6 separate regions of the Sus scrofa genome follow, and all the other regions are linked to region 3. Evidence: chromatin contacts called from public Hi-C and HiChIP or PLAC-seq data. All regions are on one chromosome and are shown on one strand. The core of a region is the stretch at or near the end of the contact, and the rest is flanking DNA. Distances in the headings are between cores, read along the strand shown. Region 1 overlaps LOC106505879 (a long non-coding RNA gene). Region 2 overlaps LOC106505879 (a long non-coding RNA gene). Region 3 holds the start of GADD45G (growth arrest and DNA damage inducible gamma). Region 4 overlaps LOC106505879 (a long non-coding RNA gene). Region 5 overlaps LOC106505879 (a long non-coding RNA gene). Region 6 overlaps LOC106505879 (a long non-coding RNA gene).

Region 1 (3,741 bases), core at 596-3,095, 280 kb after region 3:
AAATGTGAAGTAGACAAACTATTCCATTTAGAATGGATAAGCAAAGAGGTCCTACTGTACAGCAGAAGGAACTATATCCAGTCTCTTGGGATAGAACGTGATAGAAGATAGTATGAGAAAAAGGCTGTATATGTTTATATACACATATGACTGTATGTGTGTGTGTGTGTGTGTGTGTATGTGTGACTGATCATTTTGCTGTACAGCAGAAATTGGCACAATACTGTAAATCAACTATACTTTAATAAAAATAAAATTAAAAATAAAAAAATAAAATGTGAAATGGGATGGAATAGGAGATAGCAGAATACACTTAACCGTCCATTCGTTTCCTGTGGAACTTAAAACCTAAGATGTAATGCATTCCCCTCAGATTTTGACACTAGGACCCCATCTACCTCTGCGAGGTCAATGGCCCGCTGCCTTTAGATCCCTGCCCTCCACTCCCAGCCACCCCCTATGTTTCCCGTGCATGGAGAGCTTTTCCTCGAATTTTGATTGGCCACCTCTGCCCTCCACGCACATTGATGCTCAGATGTCAGCTCCTCTTAGAAGTTGCTCCTGACCCTGCTCCCTTCATCTGAACCCTTAACCTCCCTTCATCTTTCTTTGAGGAACTTAGCGCTACCTGATGTGAGTACAGCTGGGCGATTTTTGCTGTGATCTGTCTCCACCATTTGATTATCAACTCTGCCTGCGAAGGGACATGGTCCCGTTCCCTGCCGTCAGCCTAGCAGCTAAGCATGATGTCTGGGGCACAGTAGATGCTTAACTAATAGTTTTTGTTTTTGCTTTGTATTTTTTGGGGCTGCATCCACAGCATATGGAAGTTTTCAGGCTGGGGTTGAATCGGAACTACAGCTGCCGGTCTACGCCACAGCCTCAGCAACTCGGGATCCAAGCCACACCTGCAACCCACCCCACAGCTCATGGCAACACCGGATCCTTAAGCCCCTGAGCAAGACCAGAGATCTAACTTGCATCCTCATGGATACTAGGTGGGTTCCTTACCTCCGAGCCACAACAGGAATTCCAATAGTTGTTAATTTTGAAGGAATGAATGAAAAATGAAATTGATAGCCATCCTTTATCATGGAACAATGGTGAGATCAAGTAAAATAATCCCAAACCAATGCCCAGAACATAGTTAGCCCTCAATAAATGCTAGGTATCAGACTGTTTCACTTTCTCTGAATTTTCAGGCCATTCGTGACTCTTGAAACGTTTAAATATGTCATCCTAGAAAAGAAACATACCCTGTGTTCCCCAGTGAGTGAGCATTTCTGAGATGGCATCATGGTTCTTTTAAAAGCTGAAAATGATCAAGTGCCCTGAGAAGACATGAGTGGATAGAAGGTATGATTGCAGTTTCCAAAAGCATGCTCAGCCTGGGAGCCTGAGGGATTTCAGTGCAGTTGGCATGCTTTCACTTTCTGTGGTCATGAGATCTTCATACTTCAGAGTTCACAGTGCTTTCTGAATACCAAAGGCAAAAGATATTTCGAGTATGTGTTGAATGGTTTCAAATCCACAGATTCTTTGGGGTCCCCTTTGTTCAGTTTTAGAGTGCTCCCAGCTCCCTATTTGGAAAGGATTTGGAGAAAGGAGTCCCTGGATGCCGGGAGCTCCTAGATGTCACCGGAGAAATATTTCTCTCTTGTGACAGCTTAATAATAGAAGCACTTTGCATTCACACATTCATGCTAAACTTAACTATGTGGTCATGGCTTGGTCTCGGAAGATGAGGTATTTTACCTGTGAAGGAGCAGGGTAGAAACGAAGCTATCTGAGGAATGCATGTGAGGTGGCCCAGCACACTCCTGGTACTCTTGGTGGGAACATTTGGTCCCACTCATTATCAGGCCAAACCGTGTCTTAAAATAGGCTTACCATGTGGTCCTCTAAACTAGGAGAGAGTCAATCTAAGCAGCTGAGACCGAAAATATTTCTCAGGTTGATCTTTTGAATCGGTGTGGTGGACAAACTTTATGGCAGAGTACCAGAATGTTGCCTGCATCCTGTTACTATGGAAACAATCATCCAACTACATAGTCTCTGCATATTTATGTGTGGGTGTCAGCCTTGGGGACAAAACCAACTATTTGCTTTTACTTCGCCCTGCTAGAACTTTTGAAAAGAGTATTCCTGGAGTTCCCGTTGTGGCTCAGCAGAAATGAATCTGACTAGCATCCATGAAGACGAGAGTTTGGTCCCCGGCCTCACTCAGCGGGTTAAGGATCTGGCGCTGCCATGTGCTGTGGTGGTGTGGGTTGCAGACATGGCTCAGACCTGATGTTGCTGTGGCTGTGGCATAGGTCTGAGGCTACAGCTCTGATTCAAGCCCTAGCCTGGGAACTTCCATATGCTGTGGGTACGACCCTAAAAAAAGCAAAAAAGAAAAAAAAATCCTAAACCATTTAGAAAATATACTTCTTTCTTTTCCCTTTATTCTTCAGTATTTTTTTTTTTTTTTGCCTGTTTGCCCCTGTCATCCTGTTCCCCAGGTTTCATATATGTTTGGTATTGACTTATCTCCCATGTGCTGGGCACCTGTGCTAAGCACTTCCATGTTTTGTTGCTGCTGATTTTCTTGGGAGGTATATGAAGTCAGTTTTACTAAGTGCATTTTACAAATGTGGACAGTGAGGCTTTCCTGCTCTTCCTCATCTGGGAAGGATAAGAACCAGTGATGCCACTCAGGTCTCTGATGTTGGAAGGCTCGTTCACAGCCTCACTTCTATGGGACCTTCTGGAGAAGTAACGGGAGGCCCTCAGGACTCAGGTGTCCTGCCTGGACGACATCCACAGCCCACTTCCAGGAGGCTGAATGTCGACACCAGCCGGGGGAGCTGCTTCCCTGGCCAGCCCTCTCCTCTTCCTCCTGTGTCGCAAGGACATGCCCCCAGGCTCCTGGAACCAGGGCATATCAGAGTTTATTTTGCAGTTGCACTTTGGGGAATTATGGGATGCCCGAGGCAGTTCCTGGAAATTGATTTTCAGGAGTGCAGCTGTGCCAGTGAGTGGACTTTGGGTGGGGGGAATGTTGGTATTGCGGCGGGGTGTCCCAGGCTCCCTAGAAATGGAAGAGCATCCTTAGGAAAGCTGATCCCACCCAGGGTCAAGAAGGGTCAGGACGGCTCAAACCTAACGATGCTATAGGTCAGGGAGGGAGGAGCACTGTGTCTCCCAGGCCCTGGTTTTCCTTTGGGGTGGAACCAAGCCCTAAAGACACCGTGAAACTGGGTTTGGGGAGAGAGCAGGGTGTCTTCTCCTTAGTGGGAAGAAGGTTGGTCAGGATCCTTATTGCAAGTGCTAGGTCAGGCCGATGATTTGGCCAATACCTTTCACACTCATTTGAGTTTCAAATGGTGTCTTAGAACATGGAAAGTTCAGCCAATGTCACTGTGTTTCAGAGGCCAGAAAGGCAGTGGTCAGCATACAGATGATCATGGGGATAGTGGGTTCTCTATACTTAGTGGGACAGAGTTTCAAAAACACATCCTGTGGACCAAAACCCCTGGGGGCACTGGGGCAGTTGGGAAAAGGGAGATGATGGCTAAAGCCATCCTTACTGTGGTCTTGCTGGGCGAAAGGGCTGAATGTTAGCTTGATGAATTTTATTGGATCATTCAAGGAGTCTCCAGGGCTTGACGTCACCAGACCTTCTGTTCCATGAGGGAGGCTCACCCATTCATCCAACAAATATAGCTTGGTCCATGTGCCATGGTTGCAGGTGCTACA
Region 2 (3,465 bases), core at 94-2,593, 420 kb after region 3:
ATCTATCTTTTGAGAAAGAAGAATCAGCAAGTATAGCTTTCTGAGCAGTTAGGGCCCACAGTGAACCTCTGATGCACATCGGAGACTCTAGGACCACTCTGGCCCACACGGCTGCCACCAGCCACATGTGGTCATCAAGTCCTTGAAATGCAGCTGGTCCCAATAGAGATGTGCTGTGTGTGTAAAACATACACAGAGTTTTTAAGACTTGGTATGGAGAAAATAATGAAAAATAACTGGTTAAAAATAAATGATGGTTTTTTGGGAGTACTAATTATGTGGAAATGATAATATTTGATCCATATTGGGGAAAATGACTTTTAGTATAAAAATTAATTCCACATGCTTCTTTTCACTTTTTTATTTTTAATTTTTTATTATAGTTGAGTTACAATGTTCTGCCAATTGCTGCTGTACAGAAAAGTGACCCAGACACACCCACCCCCCCCACACATATATTCTTTTTCTTATAATATCTTCCACCTATGTTTTAAATGAAGTTTCTAGGAAATTCAGTTATAGATGCATCTCTTGTACAGTGTTGATCAGGACAGTTCTAGGCCGAATGAAGGCCCCTGTCCAAACTTTTCCCTTCTTGTTCAGAATAACCTCTTTTCTGGGCACGCTGCCTCCCACGTAGCTGCCTGCACCCCTCCCAGCTCCAGACCAGAGGATGCTGGCTCATATGGTGTTGGCACCTCTTGCTAAAGCCCTCGCATAACCGCCATTGTCAGGGCTCACACCTGATTGCCTCTTGCACCTTCTCACCTCCCAGCCACCCTCATGCTCTTGTTTCAAAACACTCCAGGCCTGGAGTTCTCGTCGTGGCTCAGTGGTAACGAACTGGACTAGGATCCATGAGGACGCAGGTTCAATCCCTGGCCTCACTCAGGGGGTTAAGGATCTGGCATTGCTGTGAGCTGTGGATAGGTCGAAGATGCAGCTTGGATCTGGTGTTGCTGTGGCTGTGGCGTAGGCCAGCAGCTACAGCTCTGATTTGATGCCTACCCTGGGAACTTCCATATGCCATGGATGCAGCCTTGAAAGGACTAAAAACAAAACAAAATAAAAAACACTCCAAGTCTCTGGTTTCCCAAGCCACCCTGTGTGCTTCTAGCATGACTGCTCCAGGGGCCCCTTGTCTCCCCAAGACCACATCCCCACACATCTCTTCATGCAGTTTTCCTGCTCTCCCTGTGTTCCCATTGTCCTCGCATGTGTGTTTGTTACAACACATCGATGCTGTGTTGAAATTGCTCAATGTCCACCTTCTCATCCGACCCTGCTCTCCTCGGGCAAAGGACACCACATCTGTTCATCTGTGTCTCCACGGCATGTAGTAAATATTTGTTAAATGCCCGCAGAATGAAAGAAGCAGAGGGTAAGTAGTGCTAGGTTGCTAATACAGTGTGTCTGTACACAGCAACAGCTGAGGTGTTGAAAGCTTTGTTTTTGTTTTCATGTTTAACCATTTATTTTCTTTTAATAACAATGGAAACCACGGTAGGGAGTAAACCCAGTGGCACTCCACGGAGGTGAGAAAAAGTCCAAGTGCACTCTCTTTCCTTTCTGGGCATCCAGCCTCCCCTTGGGTCACCACTTCTCTCAGCCAGAGGTGGGATTCCTGGTATGATGGTGGGTTTCACGAGGGCTGAGATTTGCCCCCAGGTGCCAATTAGCCTCCTACGGGACGGAGATCTTGCAAACAGAAAGCTCAGAGGGTGTCTGGCTATTTGCCTGTTTTCACAGGAGATAGAAATCTCCTTGCTGCTATGCAGGGCAGTGTTTGTGTAGTTTAGTTTTAAGTCTGTTTGGGGTTGTTGAGGTCATGTTGCTTCATACAACTGGCTGTGCCCTCACTTGGCCTTCCATATGTGAGAATGCATCTGGCTCCTAGAAGCGGCTTTGGCCCATTTGCCTTCCCTCTGCTGGACCCCTCCTCAGGGCTCCTGGGGCAAGTCATTGCCGATTCAGACAGGGTGGTATGTTCCATGGATGTCCTGCTTCAAGAAAATTCAATAGACAGAGGGTTGAGTCACATGATTGATTAGGACAGAGTCTCTCCTTGAGAAGGGAGCTTCCTGGAGACTGACCATCGTGGCTCAGTGGTCACTATGAGAGAGTCCAAATCTACTATCTCGTTCACCCACAAAACTACAAGGTAAGTCCATTGCAAGCTGCAGAGTAAGAAAGAGGGGAGACTGTATCAGACCACAGGAAATCATCTGGAGCAAGTAATGGGATGCAGGCCGTGCAGGTTGTATTCTGGCTTTGGCCAGCCCAGCTCCTTTCCCGTGATGCTGGCCTGCTGGGTTGCTCAACACCCACTGCTATGCAACTGTCCCACCATGGAGGCCCTTCCCCAGGACTGATGGGAGGCTGTTTTTGCTCTGTTAGACCCAATTTGAAACTAATCAAGGTATCCTATTATGTTTATGGTATGTTTATGTTATATCGGTCCTACATTTATGTTATTTTCCTCTGAGGGATACAGGTTGTTGTCAGGCCAGGAAGTGGGCCATTTGGCAGTGGGTTCCAAGTTGCTGGTCCATCCAGCTCTCTGTAGTCTTCCATATGGCTGCCAGCATACTCCCTGCAGCTCCCCAGGCAGATGGCATGAAAACCCCAACCGGCGCAGCAGCCAGGGGTCCAGCTCTCTGCCTGGACTTCTGCAGATGAGATGTTGATGCTGGGAGAGTCTGCATGGCTGAATGTGAATAATCCTCCCCAGTTGTGCAGCCTGCTCCAGGAAGGCTTGGCATTAGAGCCAAGCTTACAGGTAAGCGTCGGGCATCCTACCACACCCACCACTTCCTTTCTGAGTCTCTCTGACTCAGGTCTTCCAGGGTTTCCTTGTCTTCATTTTCTTCTGCTCTTTTTCTTTCTTTTTTTTTTTTTTTTTTTTTTTTGTCTTTTTGCCTTTTCTTTCTAGAGCTACTCCCTCGGCATATGGAGGTTCCCAGGCTAGGGGTCGAATCAGAGGTGTAGCCACCGGCCTACACCAGAGCCACAGCAATGCAGGACCTGAGCCGCATCTGCGACCCACACCACAGCTCATGGCAACATCAGATCCTTAACCCACTGAGCAAGGCCAGGGACCAAACCCTCAACCTCATGTTTCCTAGTTGGATTTGTTAACCACTGAGCCACAACGGGAACTCCATCTTTTTCAAACTAAAATACCGATTTTGTATTGACTGAACACTGACTATGCAGTCAGAGACTCCGTGCCTAGAAGGTCTGAACTAAGAGGTGGTGAATGGATTCTGGATCCTTCTTAGCCCTCAGGTTTCTGAGTCACATGATCCCCTAGGCCTCCATTTAATCTTGTAAAATGAGCACAGAGCCCCATGTCATCTGTAAGGCCCCGCCTCTCAGGCAGTCTCTAAAGCTCATGAACAACTGAAATTGCTACAATGAATCAATTGTCAACACATAAACCATTTATACTCCTGGTTAAAAGAG
Region 3 (3,420 bases), core at 239-2,738:
CTTACCCGTTATCTCCGGTCTTGCACCAGAGCCTGGGCTTCCAGCGAATTCACCCCGGCCCGCAAACAGTCCTGTCCAGTCTCTAAGGCCTCATCTAGAAAAGAGGGGCAATGGAATGCACCGCAGCACTGGTTTCAACGTAGAGCAGAGAGATGCAGACACCAAAAGTGATAAGTTGAGTGAGCGAAGGGTCTTTTCGTTTGTCCCCAACTCCTTCCGGCGTGGGTTTTGCAGCCTTTCTTCTGACTTCTGTTAATACGCAGCTTGGAGGGAGCTCAGCCGACCCTACCAGGGCAGCTCCTTGACCAGGAGGCTGCAGGCCAAGTCACTAGTGGTCAATGCAAGTGTAGGGGAGGGAGGTGGTCAGGATCTTTCCTGCCGGCCTGTAGATGGCGCTCCGGGAAAGATATTCCGAGCCGCGTTCCCCAAGCTCTAGGGGCCTGGAGCCAAGGGGTCCGGGCTGAGCGCAGCCGGCTGTGTAAATGGTGCAGCAGCCAGGTGTTCCTTCCAACTGCCACCGCTGTTCCGCACGTGTGCAAGGACCCGGTGGGGCGGAATTACATGCAAACGTGCCGCTGGTGCAGCAGGGCCTGTGCGGGGGTGGGGGTGGGGAGCCGCGCACCGAGGAGGGCAGGAGCGGCACGCGGCCCCGACCCCCACGCGCCAGGCAGCCCGGCGACCCCCACGAGCGGCAGGGCCCTACCCACCCCACCCAGCGGCAGGTGGACAGTGTCGCTATGAAGAGAAAGCTTCGATTGTCCCTCCCACAAACCGCCACACGCCAGACCTCCGCTATTGTGCGTCCTCCATAGAAATGCAAACGAGCCGCGTGCGCCGGCCGCAATCTGCTCGGGAGCCCCGGCGCCCCGCAGCGCTCTGCAGAGGGCGGGGAGCTCGGGTGGGACTTTCCAGCGCGACGGGGTCGGAGCCTTGATTCTGCAGGGAGAACCTCGCATTCCGGGCCCTAGTGTCAGGTGGAGGGAGCTGCGCCCGGGCCTTTTGCAAGCTTAAAGCCAGGACTGTGTGTTTTTAAGTTCCGCTTTAAAAGCTACTGTCTCATAAACTCCAAATTAAGAGTAAAGAAAAAATAGAAAGGTAACAACAAAAATAAATGCAAAAATAAATTCATTAGATTCTCCAACGGTGCATTTCACAAATTGCAGCGTACTATTAGCTAGCAAGGGTTTGGCTTTTTTTTTTTTTTTAAACTTTTCCCTTTTAAAGACTTAAAAACAAAAAGGCTAGATGAAATCTGCAGGCTCCAGGCTGCCTGGTAACACCCCGACAAAAGCAGCAGATTTGAGGCATTGTCATCCCCCGCACCCCTCCCCACGTGGCCTTCTGGCACGAGCCGCCGGCCGCCGCCTCATTTGCATCAGAAAGCGGGCGCCGGCCAATGGGCGCGCAGGCTTGCGCCAGCTGGCGGCGCCGAAGACCCAGCCTATATAAAGGCGCGCGGCGGGACCCGGGCTCACTCGCTGGCGGTGGGCACGCCGAGCAGAGCTGCGGGCTGATCTCTCTTCGCTCGCGTCCGCTCCGCCCTCTGCTTTTGTGGATAACTTGCTGCTTGCGGATCGCAACATGACTCTGGAAGAAGTTCGCGGCCAGGATACGGTTCCAGAAAGCACGGCCAGGTAAGTCCGCGCTGAGCGCCGAACGTCTCAGGGCTCCGGGATCCTGGTCCTGCCCTGGCCGCGGCTGGTTGGGCGCAGTCTTCGAAACCTTCCGGGGTGGGGGTCCGCTGGGTAGAAGTCAGGCCCAAGTGTTTCCGCTGGGCTGGGGGTGCGGCACTGGGCTGGAGCGCCGGAGTCGGGCGCCGGGGGTGCCTCCCAGGGCTCGGGGGTCCTGGCTCACCCTCCGGCCTGTCCACGCTCATGGCGGTGGCTCCTCCACAGGATGCAGGGCGCCGGGAAAGCACTGCACGAGCTGTTGCTGTCGGCGCAGCGACAGGGCTGCCTCACCGCCGGCGTCTACGAGTCCGCCAAAGTCCTGAATGTGTGAGTATAGACGCGGTCCGGGCGAGGCGGCCGGGGGCGGGCAGAGCGGCAAGGGAGACCGGGGAGAAGGCGGCACGGGGCACCCGGGGCACACCGATCTGACCTCTTCACCTCCTTCTCGCTCGCGCAGGGACCCCGACAACGTGACCTTTTGCGTGCTGGCTGCTGACGAGGAAGACGAGGGCGACATTGCGCTGCAAATTCACTTCACTTTGATCCAGGCGTTCTGCTGTGAGAACGACATCGACATCGTGCGTGTGGGCGATGTACAGCGGCTGGCGGCGATCGTGGGCACCGGTGACGAGGCGGGCACGCCGGGAGACCTGCATTGCATCCTCATTTCGGTGAGTGTCGCCTCCATCCCGATGTCATCCCTGCCCTTGCCAGCGGCCAGCCCGGTTGACCTCTGGACTCTCTTCGCAGAACCCCAATGAGGACGCGTGGAAGGACCCCGCCTTGGAGAAGCTCAGCCTGTTCTGCGAGGAGAGTCGCAGCGTCAACGACTGGGTGCCCAATATCACCCTCCCCGAGTGACAGCCCGGCGGGGGTCTTGGTCTGATCGACGTGGTAACGCCCCGGGGCGCCTAGCGCGGGGCTGGCTCTGTGGATGCGCCCTAGGAGGGCGCCCGAGTGCGGCGTGGAGACTGGCAGGCGCCGGCGCGTGGAGAGCGGCGAGGAGGTGCGGCTCCCTCCCGAGGAGGGGCCCGGCGGCGACAGGGGCAGGCTGGCCCCAGCCCAGGACTCTACAAGTGTGGGGAGCGGTTGCTCGCCCAGGAAGGCCGGAGGCGGGACGTTGGCCGCGCGGCCGGGAAGGACAGACTGGCCGGGCAGGCGTGACTCAGCAGCCTGTGCTCCCGGCAGAAAGGAGGGGAAAGGCAAGGCCAGGAGGCCTGGACTTGTACAGTAACAGAAGCTCTGACGGACTTAGCAGTAGGCACTGCTGTTTCAAAACGGATCCGGGCGATGCTTCGTTTTCTAAAGGATTATGCTGCTGCAGCGTTGAGTCTTACAATAAACTTACTGAAAAAAACTTAACTCTCTTTATTGAGGGCAGGGGATCTTTGTCTGAGGGGAAGGTGGTTAGCGGGATTGCTGACGATTTCTGAAATTCCCGGAACTCGCTGGCACCTGTTCCATCTTCCTGTTAGGGCTGAATTACAGGCTCCCGGGGTGCTCGAAGTGGGGGAGGGGGCGTTGGCTGGGTGTTAGCAGAACTTGAGCCGTGCCCTCCTCTCCCTTTAGGAAGATTTTTACACTCGCAAGATAGGAGCATACTTGGGATAAGCCATCAGTGCAGCAGCTGGCCATCCAACCTGATAACGGAGGCCTTTCCTTTCCCTCCCCTCCTCCTTCTCTCCCCTCTGCCCCCTCCCTTCCAACAGCTGCTTATCGAACAGCTTGCAGGATGCAGGCAGCTCCTTCC
Region 4 (3,396 bases), core at 741-3,240, 300 kb after region 3:
TTTGTTTGTTTGTTTTTAGGGCCATAGCTGTGGCATATGGAGGTTCCCAGGCTGGGGTCCAATTGGAGCTGTAGCCACTGGCTTACACCACAGCCACAGCAACACAGGATCCAAACCGCGTCTTCAGCCTACACCATAGCTCACGGCAATGCTAGATTCTTAACCTACTGAGACCAGGAATTGAACCTGTATCCTCATGGATACTAACTAGTTGGGTTCATTACTGCTGAGCCACAGCAGGAACTCCAGAAATAGCCGCTTTTATTTCTTAAAAACTCTTCTAGAACTAGGAATGCTGGTCAAGGGATTTTAGCAAATTTTGCCCATTTACACCCTGGAAAGTTACTGCAATTGATCTTCTCACTCATGGTATATGAAGACATATTTTTCCACACTCTCATCAATATAGGTTGTTACAATTGAAAAAAAAATTGCCAATTGGGTTAACTAAAAAAGATACCTCACTATTGTTTCAATTTGAACTTTCCCAGATACTGCAAATTTAATACCCCTTGTATGCGATGGTTAGTGTCTTTAATGGGTCATTTGCACGGCTTTTGTGAATTTGCAGATGGTTCTTGACCCCCTTATTAATTGTAGGAGTGAGTTACTACACTACCAATTCTTTTCTTTCTCTTCAGTGTGCAAAAGGAGTTTTCAGTCCAGCTTTTTAAAAATATTTTATTTATTGTGGTTTTTGGTATAAAGAATTATGAAAATATTCAATTCTTTCAATTATTAAGTCTTTAAATTAAAAAAAAAAAAGTTGTGAATTTTTTCCCTCCATGGCTCCTGGGTTTCCTGCCATGTTTAGGAAGCCTCTCTTACCATTTACTTTTTTTTTTTTTTTTTTTGTCTTTTTTCTATTTCTTTGGGCCGCTCCCAGGCATATGGAGGTTCCCAGGCTAGGGGTTGAATCGGAGCTGTAGCCACGGCCTACGCCAGAGCCACAGCAACGCGGGATCCGAGCCGCGTCTGCAACCTACACCACAGCTCACGGCAACGCCGGATCATTAACCCACTGAGCAAGGGCAGGGATCGAACCCGCAACCTCATGGTTCCTAGTCGGATTCGTTAACCACTGCGCCACGACGGGAACTCCACCATTTACTTTTTGATCTGAGCGCGTACTGCTCATGGGCTGTATCCGTGTTTATACTGCGCTCTAGGCAGCTTCTCCATAACATCTGCAAGATCTACACAAGGAGGGAGCGGCTCACAAGGGGGCCGTCCACCTCGATGATTGTTCTTGGTGGCTCCACCCAGGCCAGGCCAAATCAGGAGGTGACCTCATTCCTTCTGAATTTTCTTTCCACAAGACCAAGTGGCTGGGTGTGGCTGCTCCTTCCACTGTTGAATTCTTCCAGGCATTGCATAAAGGAAAGAGCTCACGGAACAGGTTCTTGTCCTAAGGCTGTTTGGAAAATTCATGGACTTTTTTGGGAAAGAATTCTCTTCTTTTTCTAAATAAGGGGGAAGAAAGCCAGAATTATCAGTGCAGGCAAGGTTCTCACGCAATGTGCAAATTCCTTCTTTAATTTTTTTTTTCTTTTATTTGGTAGGAGCTGGCAGTAGGACGATAGCATGAATTCCAAGTTGGATTCCCTCTGCCTCCTGCCCCAGGTGGCCCAAGCTAAGTGCATGGCTCACAGTGACCCCTGCCAGGTCTACTCTGCCATGGTGGTGCCAGCACTAGTTCCTATTGGGAGCCTCACCCTGGGTCCCATCCAAAGGGCTGATTTTGCCAGCACAGGGGTTTGCTGTTTTCCTCAGGGTAGCATGCACAGAGGTAGGAAGGCTGCACGCTTCTCCACTAAAGACACGGAGGTCCATATTTCAGAGTTTTTAAATGAGAATCTCCTGTTAGGCTGCTGTCATGTGATCTATCTACAGTGACACACTAGCCTTTGGCAACGATTCTGAAGTGCAGCCGGTAGGTTCACAGCAGGACCCTCCAGCTGGAAGAGCCCCCAGTTTGAGTCCTGCACACCTCATTGACAGCTCTGTGCCCTGATCATAGAGTGGCACTTGGCCCGTGGCAGGTGCCACCACATACTGTGGTGTGAATAAATGAGTGAGGGTTAATGCCTCTCTCATAGGATGTGGGGCTCAGAAAGACCATGCCTGTGTTAAGTCCAGCACCACCCTGCATGGACTGCATCCAAACACCACGCGGACCTGGGCCCTGCCTTTACCTCACCCCTTAGCACACATCCTTCCCTCTGGTCCTGTTCCAGTGTGGACACCCCATCCATCCACCCCAGTGCTGCAGTATCACAGAAGAAAGCAAACTATTGTAACACCATCTCTTTCCAAGTACAAAAGTGTGCAAAAGTAAAACAATGTATACTTTTAAAAATATGTATGTTTGTAGTAAAACATTAGAAAAAAAAGCAAGGGAATGATGGCAAAACCAAATATCTAGGAAATAAAATAGAAAGAAGCAGCCCCAGGATTTGGGGACATGGCAGGTGGGATGGCAGGGACGGAGTCTGGGCTGGATGATAGGAGGGTAAGCTCTACCCATCTTACTGGTACAGGCACTGGATGTAGGGGTGTGACATGCCCCAGACTGCAGAGTTAGGTGGTGGCAGGTCCGGGTTCAAGCTGACGTTTGTCTGGCTTCCAAGCTCATCACTCCCTCTAGGAACCGGGAACCCGTCATCCATAAAGCCGTGTGCAAGGATTAGCTCATCTGGGGTCGGGTGGAGAGTGACACAAGGAGACAGCAGGCAGGGAGGATGACCAGTGTCCAGGATGGAAACTTCAGAAGGACCAGAGAGAAAGGAAAGAGACCTGGGGAGAGTGTATGGTCTGAGAAGCCCACGTTGGGGGAGCAGAGCAAGGGGGTATGGGCAACAGTGTGAAACAGAGCAGATCACGGGACCACTGCTGTGGACTGAATGTGCCTCCTCCAATTCAAATGTTGAAGCTGAACTCCCAGTGTGACTGTATCTGAAGACAAGATTTTTTTTTTTTTTTGTTTTGCTTTTGAGGGTGGTGCCTGTAGCACATAGAAGTTCCCAGGCTAAGGGTGAAAGCAGAGCTGCAGCTGCCAACCTACACCACAGCCACAGCAACATGGGATTCAAACCATGTCTGCGACCTACACCACAGCTCACTGCAACACCAGATCCTTAGCCCACTGAGTGAGGCCAGTGATGGAACCCGCATCCTCGTGGACATGAGTCGCGTTTGTTACCACTGAGCCACAAGGGGAACTCCTGAAGACAAGATTTTTTAGGAAGTAATTAATGTTACATGAGGTAATAAGAGTGGGGTCCTGAGTTGCTAAGACTGGTAACTTAGAGAAGAAGAAGAGCCAGCAAAGCTCTCTCTCTGCCATGTGAGCGAACAGCTAGAAGACGGCCATCTGCGAGCCAGAAAGAGAGCTCT
Region 5 (3,704 bases), core at 899-3,398, 390 kb after region 3:
TAGTCAATATTTGAAGGCTTATTTGTGTAAATATCAGGAACTGTCACACTCTCTGCAACCAAAAACCCAACACCCCAATGCATCATGATAAACAGTCATTGGCCAAAATAACAAACCAGCTTCCTGGAAACTGCTTGCTCAGAACCAGCAAGAAAAGCCCTGGAATTATTAGCTTGACCTCTGCCTCCTCAAATGCACACAGCCTGACCTTCCAAGATCAAACATTGTAGCAAATATGCCCATCACCTCCTAATCCTCCTGCCTGTCACAGCTCCCCATTATCCCCAGAGAAGCCTGGGCCAAATATGGGTTATGTCAGAAGGGGGTTGAGTGCAACCTCCCCGTTTTTCCACCACTGAGTTACTGGAAGGGAACCATCCCCTTCCCCCGGATGTTCTGATGGGTTGAGTTTGGCTTCAATTTGGCTTAACCAATGTAAATTAAAATAGAGACTTAAAAAGGTAATAAAATACCTCATTTTCCTGTATGGAGCTGAGTGTGCACAGGGAAGAAGGAATAATTTAATTAAAAGTCAGAGACTTAGAGTTCCTGTTGTGGCTCAGTGGGTTAAGGATCTGACATAGTCTCCATGAGGTTAGTTTCAATTGCTGGCCTCGCTCAGTAGGTTAAGGATCTGGAGTTGCTGCGAGCTGCAGCCTAGGTTGCAAATGTGGCTTGGATCTGGTGTTGCCATGGCTGTGGTGTAGGCTGCAACCGCAGCTGTGATTTTACCCCTAACCTGGTCGATTCCAGATGCTGCAGGTTCGGCTGTAAAAAGGAAAAAATTCAGAGCCTTTTTAGTGTTACTATTAATGAAATCATAGTAACAATAATAAGGATAGGCCTGTGTAAGAATGACAAGGCTGCCCTGTCATTTGCTCTGGGTTGCATATTTCTGATAATCTAGAAGCCAAAGGAATGGGCACCTCTCTGGAGGGTCCCAGGCAGCAGAGTGAAACCCTGACATCCAGGTATCAGGGTATCACTACGTGTTTTTCATTACTTGTGAACCTGGTGGGCTGTGGTTGGGATCATTTTTTGCAGGGTCTTGCCTAGTGGTTCTTTCTGACCCTGGGGCCACGCTGTAGGGTTTTCTATGTCTGCATTCAAGCAGCAGAGGAGATACTTAAAATACAGGCTTTTATCCTTCACAGAGATGATCCATCTTTGCAAAACAGCCCTGGGTTTTCTTGCAACACACTCGGAAGTGGCTCCAAGACTCTGTTACAGAAGAAATTCTTTAGTAGAACTTTTTCATTCGGAATTATCTAACCAAAGTTCTGACAATGGTGGAAAGGATAAAAATAATTACTCTGGATCCCAAGACAAGCTGAACATCTGGGTTATTACCATTGGTTTGGGTCCAATACCAACTTCCTTGCCCCCCCACCCCCATTCAGAACCCTTTGATTTGTATGCTCCTTGCTGGGAGAGATGGAAAATGCCAAGTGCCTAAATGCTTAGCTATTTCATTCCAGGATGCATTCCTTTCCTTCTAGTCACTGATGCCAAAGGAAAGTGGGAAGGATAGACTTGCAGCCTCCAATGGGGATGCAGTCCAGAGATTGAATTGGTAACTGTTCTGCACTTACAATGAACATCGTTGCCATAGAAACCCAGCAACAAGACAACTGAGAATCTGGTTGACTGAGACAAATAAATGTTTTCCTCTCATGGCTTGCAGGGAGCCTGATAAATTCTGCCTGGTTCCTCTCTGCTGGGGTGGCAGGAGCTGTATCAAAATTCTTTTACTGCCCTATCCTCATGTGTCAGACTGACAAGGACCCCTGTGTATGTTGATACAAGCCGGCTACATGACAGTATCCCACAGCTGCAGTCTGATTGCACCTGCTTATTTGCAACAGGTGCTGTGTTTTAAGACCCAAACCCCAGAACCTGGATTTTCAGGGGGGGCAGCTGCTGAATTTTTGGTTGGCTATTTTTCCTCCATGGAGCAGTGGCCCTCTAGAGAAATTGGAGCATCTGAAACCTTATCCTCACCTAAAGAACACTGTCAGGATTTTCCTTTTGCTGGGCCTCCAGGGCCGCAAAGAAGGATAAGAAAAGGATTTGGGCCACTTGCCTCAGCTTTGAAACCAGAACGCCAAACCAACCAGGCCAGCATGTGAGCTGCTGGCATTTCAGGAATGTACACGCTAAGAATCTAAGTGTCGAATGCATTTGACTAGTGAATGTGTGTTTACCCTAGTTGGCAACGTTCAGGTCACAAAACGAAAGTGGCAACTGGAACCTTGCCTTTTCTGCTCAACTTTGCATAACAGGGTGCATCAGCTTAAAAATGTCAACAGCGAACACTCCCATACAAATCTATTCCCAAGAAAAATACTGTGGGCAGTTTCTATTCTGGGAGAAACTTCTGGGGAAGAAAAACCTCATTTGGGTGCTATCCATCATGCTATTTAAGTCAAGGGAGATGTTTTAAGAGCAAAAATGCAGCATTTTGTAACATTTCTACCTACTCAAAACGCAGATGCTCCCGCAAAGTCTTGAAGGTTGCTTGTGACCCAGGCTCACGGGGCTGGTTCTTGAGGCTTTTTGACAAGGGGGCTATTTATGCCATTGAGGGATGGCAAAATATATGGTTTCTTTTTTCAGAGGTAAAAATGCCACAAAAATCATGGAAAACCAAGAAAGCACAGGAAAGTAACTAAGTAAAGAGTATGCATAATCGATCTGTGATCTCTCCACATAAAAATAATGATTCTACGTATTCGGGGGTGTTAACTCCTCTGAGGGAAGAGACTTAGGGATCATGATGAACCTCCCGGCTGAGCTGTGGTGACAGCCAGGGTCAGAAAAAGAGAGAGCGGCTCAGCTGGGTATTTCACAGTCAGCAGAGGTGAGGCCATTGTCAAGGTCCCTTGGTGAGGCCAAGTGTATGAAGGCTTTTAACAGAGGAGACTAAAAAAAGTCACAATGAGGGGGTTCCTGTGAACTTTCCCTCTAGGAGGGAACCTGTGGCCAAAATTGTTCAATAATGCTGGTTAACAAGGAGACGTAGGTTTCGTTTCCATGTGGTTTCTGGGAGCACTTTCCCCCACATCTCATGAGCAGCCCTGGGAGATGCCGCTGGTGACCTCAGGGTACCTCTTGATGTACCAGCTGTGTCCCTTCTTATTTTGCAAGGGCTGCTGCTGCCTCAGCAACTCTGCACGGCAGCCTGGTGTAGGCTGCTCAGGTTCTTCTCACTGCCATGCACAGCACGGCTGTTTTTCACGTCTCCTGTGACTCAGAGGATCCCAGTGTTACATAAACACGCCCGAGTGTGTCCTATGCGCGGGTTTGCAGCTCTCGTGGTTCGTGTCTCTTTCCTTGCCCAAATCAGAATTAAAGGATTTTTTGTTAAATGATACGCTGCTTGAGGTTCTCTATGCGGGAAAGTAGAAATGTGGCTGGGTCACATCAAGCGGCAGGACTGCCTGTCGCCTTGGTGTTAGTCGCCTCTGAGTGGTGAGCTCTCCCGTCTCACCAGACCTTTGCCAGAGCCTCTATTTTAGGTGTGTCTTGTGTTCACTTCTTGGCAGCATATTCAGTTAGGATATTCATAGCAAGCTGCTGAGTGCTGAAGAAAATCAACAACAGGTTTCTTTGAAAAGCTCGTAAAGATCTGTGATAATGTGTTTGTTCAATGCGTAGACCGAAATGAGGAGGCACTAACTGTGGACACGATTACAGCCAAATGC
Region 6 (3,486 bases), core at 342-2,841, 330 kb after region 3:
TGGTTGGTTGGGTTAAGTTTGAGATTGGCTTCGCTTTACTATACTATCCTGTAGCAGCAAGTTCCTCATGGGATCTATTTTAGAATCTGGTGGATGGGGTACCTGACCACCAATTTTAGTGTATGATGGCCTCCTCCTGACCAAAGAGCTGTTGGGTCGTATTTCTAACAAGTTGATGCGATATTTTCATTTTAATAACCTGCCCACCTATGATCTGAGAAACAGTCCTACTAAAACGAATGAAACTCCTCTCTTTTCTTCTCTCTCTTCTCAGCCTATTCAAGCCCTCACTTCTAAAAAACACACTCAAGGCTTCCCTATAAGTTGAGGCTGTTGGGGCAGTTGCTTCAGTCCTCAGCGCTTTGTTAGAACTGATCAATGTGCACTTAGTGAAGCCATGCTTTGTTCATCCCTCTAGTTTCCTACAACTGACTTCTTGATGGTCTGCACTCAATCCCCACCTCTGCAACTTGTGACAGACAGCCTCTAGGATGGCCCAGGAACCCTCACCTTCTGGTACACACACTCCTGTGTGGTTCCCACTCCTCGAATGTGGGCGGGGCCTGCAGCTTGGTTCTGACAAATAGGATAAGGCAAAAGGGTTGGGATTTCACTTCTGAGATTAGGTTGTAAAAAGATGGTGACTTTTATCTGGGTCTCTCTTGGTCTTCACAACTTGTTCTCTGGACCTGCCAGCAGCCATGTGGGCAACCTCAGAAGCTGCTCTTTCCCAAAGCCAACTTTGAGCTGACTGCAGCCCAACCAACACCCCAACTACAGCCTGTATGAGATCCTGGGTCAGAGACAGCTCACAAAGCCATGCCCTGAATCCTGATCCACAGGAACAGTGAGATAAGACATGGTTGTTGTTTCCAATCACTGAGTTCTGGAGGGATGTTTTATGTGGGCTATCTTTTAGAACCCCTTACAGATTCTTTTCTCCATCTTTTCTGTACTGTTCTCTAGAATTTTCCAGGGTTGAGGGCTTGCTTAAAATATACACATTTGATCCTACCCTCAGAGATTTCAATTGGATGGGGACACTGAAATCTCCGTTTTTAACAAGATTCTGGGGGCTATGGATGAAAGTTCAAGGAGCAAGCCTTGGGATTGCTGCCTGAGCACCTTTTGGAAGTGTTGTCACCACAGTTATAAGTTCATTCTGAGTCATAAAGGTGGAGATCTGCTTCATTTATGGTCATTCAGTATCATCTATGGAGCACATGCCACTTGTTATAGGTTGTATTTTCTAAAGAATTCTGAAACAATAGCTCCTATGTGCTCTTCTGCAAGGTGAGCTTAACACTCCCCTATTCCCAGGTTGAGTCTAATTCTCACCTTTATCTGAACTGGCTTCATGACTCACTTGTAATCAATAGTATGTGGTGGAAGTGACGCTGTGTGACTTCCACAGTGAGACCAGCAAAGCCATGCCTTCTGCCTGGTTCTTCAGGGACCCTGGCTCTACAGGAAGCCAGGGTCCATGAGGGAAGTTTGATGGTCTCAAATCACCATGCCAAAGAGGCCATGAGTACAGACTTTAGTTGACAGCTCTGCTCAGCTGTCACCAACAGCCACCATCATCTGCCAGCCATGTGAATGAGCCTTCAAGAATGGCCAGCCCAGTGAGCTTTTGGTTGACACCTGACTCTGACCCCTCTCTTTCCAAATTTCTGATTCAGAAATCATGGCGGCTTTGAGTGCATAAGTACTTTGGGGCACAGCTCTAGTGGAACACCACTCCAGCTGGAAATATAGATGAAAAGGCATGTTCTCTGCTCTCAGCTGAATAACTAAAACCATAGACAGAAAGAATTATAATCAAATAAAATGATTGTGATTTTCTGGGGAACATATACAGAGATAGAAGGCACCAAGGAGAATGAATCTGGAAGAGAAAAGTCATACGTAGCATTTGGGCTGAGGTTTGCCACACTCCCAAGCTGAGGGTGGTACATCTAGAAGCATCAACAAGCCCTGAAAATTCCATGCAATTCAAGGGGGGAGGGTGAAGGGCTGACAAAAGTGGGTAGGCCTGGCATGGACCAAAGAGCTCCTACATGGGGAACCAACTCTACCAGGCAAAAGAATGCTGACTTTATCTGGTCCCAGTGGGTGAGCCACCAGAGATTTTGGAATATGCTTACCTGGGTGGGATAAACATCCATTTGTTGGTTAAAATATATAAAGCTATAACACTTTGCCAATCAACTAAGGAGAAAAAGAAGTGAATTGCAACTAAAGCAGTTTCTATTTAAGTCCTTGTGACTCACCCTATGATTGAGCAGAGCTTACTTAAGGCCGGTGCCCTCCCTGTAAACACCTGTCACTTCCCTAGTTTGCAGAGATGCTGGGAGGCTAATGAGATCACATGTATGGAATGCACGCGAGCTTCTAAGAGAGAGAAACCAGATACATTCAAGATATTATTATCATTCCCCCCCACCCCCCCGCTGATCGTCTGGAAGTCAGCTTTCTAGCAAACCCAAGGGTTCAGAAGCCAGACATTTCTAAATAAAGGAAAAATAAAGAAAGGTATTTGGCCCCAGAGAAAGCAGGAAGCAGAACCGGAAACAACTGAAGAGCCAGAGATAACATGAAACAGGATACAGGCTGGTCACGAAGGAAATCCCCACACTTCTTGGAGGGAATGACAATAAAAGCCAAGCCATTGGATGTAGGCATCCAAAAGCAAGTGGTGCCATGGGGGAGGATGGACAGGAAAGGAAGGAAAGATAGCAGGCTGGTGGGCAGTGCAGAGATCAGAGGATGCTGGCCGGCGGTTTGAGAGTGGAGAGAGCGGTAAAGCTGGTGGAAGTCAAGGAGGAGGGTTTGGAGTGGCCAGTGGCCACCGGCCTCTCCCAAGCTTAGCAATGAACTTTTTTTTTGCAGAATGTCCTGCAGATCAGGGGGCATGATCTGCCTTTTTGGCAATGTGGATGTAGCAGATATTTCTAAGTAGTGAGGTAAAAAACCAGATGCTCTTAGGAGGAGCCCATGGTGTGACTGCTTGGGCATAGACTTGAGTTGGGGGGAGGGGCACAGAGGACAAGTTAGGAGGGCAGTTAGAACAGGCTGGGGAGGCTAATGTTCCACTAAACAAGACAATGGCTACCATTGTCATTGCATGGTTTCAATTGTCTGCCACTTACATGAATAGCATTTCCATATGGCCACACCCGTAAGACCTCCTGAATCATGACACCTCCTTTGCAAAACAAACACCCCATCAGGTATCCTAAGATTTTCTTGTACTCTTGCAGCCAGCTGAATGCACCAGATCTGGAGCAAGGAAGGGAAATGGGCGCAAACTCAGTCAGGGACTCTCCCTTGGGGGTGTGTATTTTTCCCATTTTAGCTGGAAATCCTTGGCTGCTCCTTTTGGTCGTGGGTCTGTGAACTCATGCAGCCTCTTGCTCTAGCCTCCTCGCTGTGGTCTGGATGCCGGAAGACTCTTTGGTCTTTGGAAAATGCTTCTCTGATCAT

Evidence for each region. Hi-C and Micro-C count contacts between places; a contact is called where the count stands out from the background. HiChIP or PLAC-seq counts read pairs in DNA pulled down with a chosen protein or histone mark.
Region 1: a contact with region 3 is called in an H3K27ac HiChIP or PLAC-seq map of skeletal muscle. The contact joins the enhancer-like site here to the promoter of GADD45G in region 3. A contact is called at or near these places in 3 of 5 promoter capture datasets (fetal skeletal muscle, liver and skeletal muscle), 12 of 47 Hi-C or Micro-C datasets (embryonic fibroblasts, fetal heart ventricle, heart right ventricle and 3 more) and 1 of 2 datasets of contacts at active chromatin or transcription factors (skeletal muscle).
Region 2: a contact with region 3 is called in a Hi-C map of liver, with 3 times the contacts expected there. The contact joins the enhancer-like site here to the promoter of GADD45G in region 3. A contact is called at or near these places in 2 of 5 promoter capture datasets (fetal liver and liver) and 3 of 47 Hi-C or Micro-C datasets (embryonic fibroblasts, epiblast stem cells and liver).
Region 4: a contact with region 3 is called in an H3K27ac HiChIP or PLAC-seq map of skeletal muscle. The contact joins the enhancer-like site here to the promoter of GADD45G in region 3. A contact is called at or near these places in 2 of 5 promoter capture datasets (fetal liver and skeletal muscle), 8 of 47 Hi-C or Micro-C datasets (embryonic fibroblasts, liver, omental adipose tissue and 2 more) and 2 of 2 datasets of contacts at active chromatin or transcription factors (alveolar macrophages and skeletal muscle).
Region 5: an H3K27ac HiChIP or PLAC-seq map of skeletal muscle shows a contact between it and region 3. The contact joins the enhancer-like site here to the promoter of GADD45G in region 3. A contact is called at or near these places in 3 of 5 promoter capture datasets (fetal skeletal muscle, liver and skeletal muscle), 8 of 47 Hi-C or Micro-C datasets (embryonic fibroblasts, fetal heart ventricle, fetal skeletal muscle and 4 more) and 1 of 2 datasets of contacts at active chromatin or transcription factors (skeletal muscle).
Region 6: a contact with region 3 is called in an H3K27ac HiChIP or PLAC-seq map of skeletal muscle, with 5 times the contacts expected there. The contact joins the enhancer-like site here to the promoter of GADD45G in region 3. A contact is called at or near these places in 3 of 5 promoter capture datasets (fetal liver and liver), 11 of 47 Hi-C or Micro-C datasets (embryonic fibroblasts, heart right ventricle, liver and 3 more) and 1 of 2 datasets of contacts at active chromatin or transcription factors (skeletal muscle).

What each region holds. Positions count from the first base shown.
Region 1 is chr14:1,447,271-1,451,011 of Sscrofa11.1, forward strand. LOC106505879 (a long non-coding RNA gene) reads left to right here. Exons shown (of 6, transcript XR_002338446.1): 2 at 1,203-1,356. Among named protein-coding and RNA genes, the nearest start is that of GADD45G, 280 kb to the left of the region's middle. Within about 2 kb of position 1,846, at least 4 of the 83 cell types and tissues checked have an H3K27ac peak or open chromatin away from gene starts, as enhancers often do. A contact at or near this core is called in fetal skeletal muscle and skeletal muscle, where this site is marked.
Region 2 is chr14:1,584,323-1,587,787 of Sscrofa11.1, forward strand. The region is part of intron 5 of LOC106505879 (a long non-coding RNA gene); the gene reads left to right. Among named protein-coding and RNA genes, the nearest start is that of DIRAS2, 380 kb to the right of the region's middle. Within about 2 kb of position 1,344, at least 3 of the 83 cell types and tissues checked have an H3K27ac peak or open chromatin away from gene starts, as enhancers often do. A contact at or near this core is called in fetal liver and liver, where this site is marked.
Region 3 is chr14:1,164,512-1,167,931 of Sscrofa11.1, forward strand. It overlaps GADD45G (growth arrest and DNA damage inducible gamma), which reads left to right and starts at 1,489. Exons shown (of 4, transcript NM_001185129.1): 1 at 1,489-1,634; 2 at 1,896-1,997; 3 at 2,128-2,341; 4 at 2,421-3,027. The coding sequence starts at 1,582. The coding sequence ends at 2,531.
Region 4 is chr14:1,466,476-1,469,871 of Sscrofa11.1, forward strand. The region is part of intron 2 of LOC106505879 (a long non-coding RNA gene); the gene reads left to right. Among named protein-coding and RNA genes, the nearest start is that of GADD45G, 300 kb to the left of the region's middle. Within about 2 kb of position 1,991, at least 8 of the 83 cell types and tissues checked have an H3K27ac peak or open chromatin away from gene starts, as enhancers often do. A contact at or near this core is called in skeletal muscle, where this site is marked.
Region 5 is chr14:1,557,908-1,561,611 of Sscrofa11.1, forward strand. The region is part of intron 4 of LOC106505879 (a long non-coding RNA gene); the gene reads left to right. Among named protein-coding and RNA genes, the nearest start is that of GADD45G, 390 kb to the left of the region's middle. Within about 2 kb of position 2,149, at least 28 of the 83 cell types and tissues checked have an H3K27ac peak or open chromatin away from gene starts, as enhancers often do. A contact at or near this core is called in embryonic fibroblasts, fetal skeletal muscle and skeletal muscle, where this site is marked.
Region 6 is chr14:1,490,715-1,494,200 of Sscrofa11.1, forward strand. All of the region lies in intron 2 of LOC106505879 (a long non-coding RNA gene), which reads left to right. Among named protein-coding and RNA genes, the nearest start is that of GADD45G, 330 kb to the left of the region's middle. Within about 2 kb of position 1,592, at least 3 of the 83 cell types and tissues checked have an H3K27ac peak or open chromatin away from gene starts, as enhancers often do. A contact at or near this core is called in skeletal muscle, where this site is marked.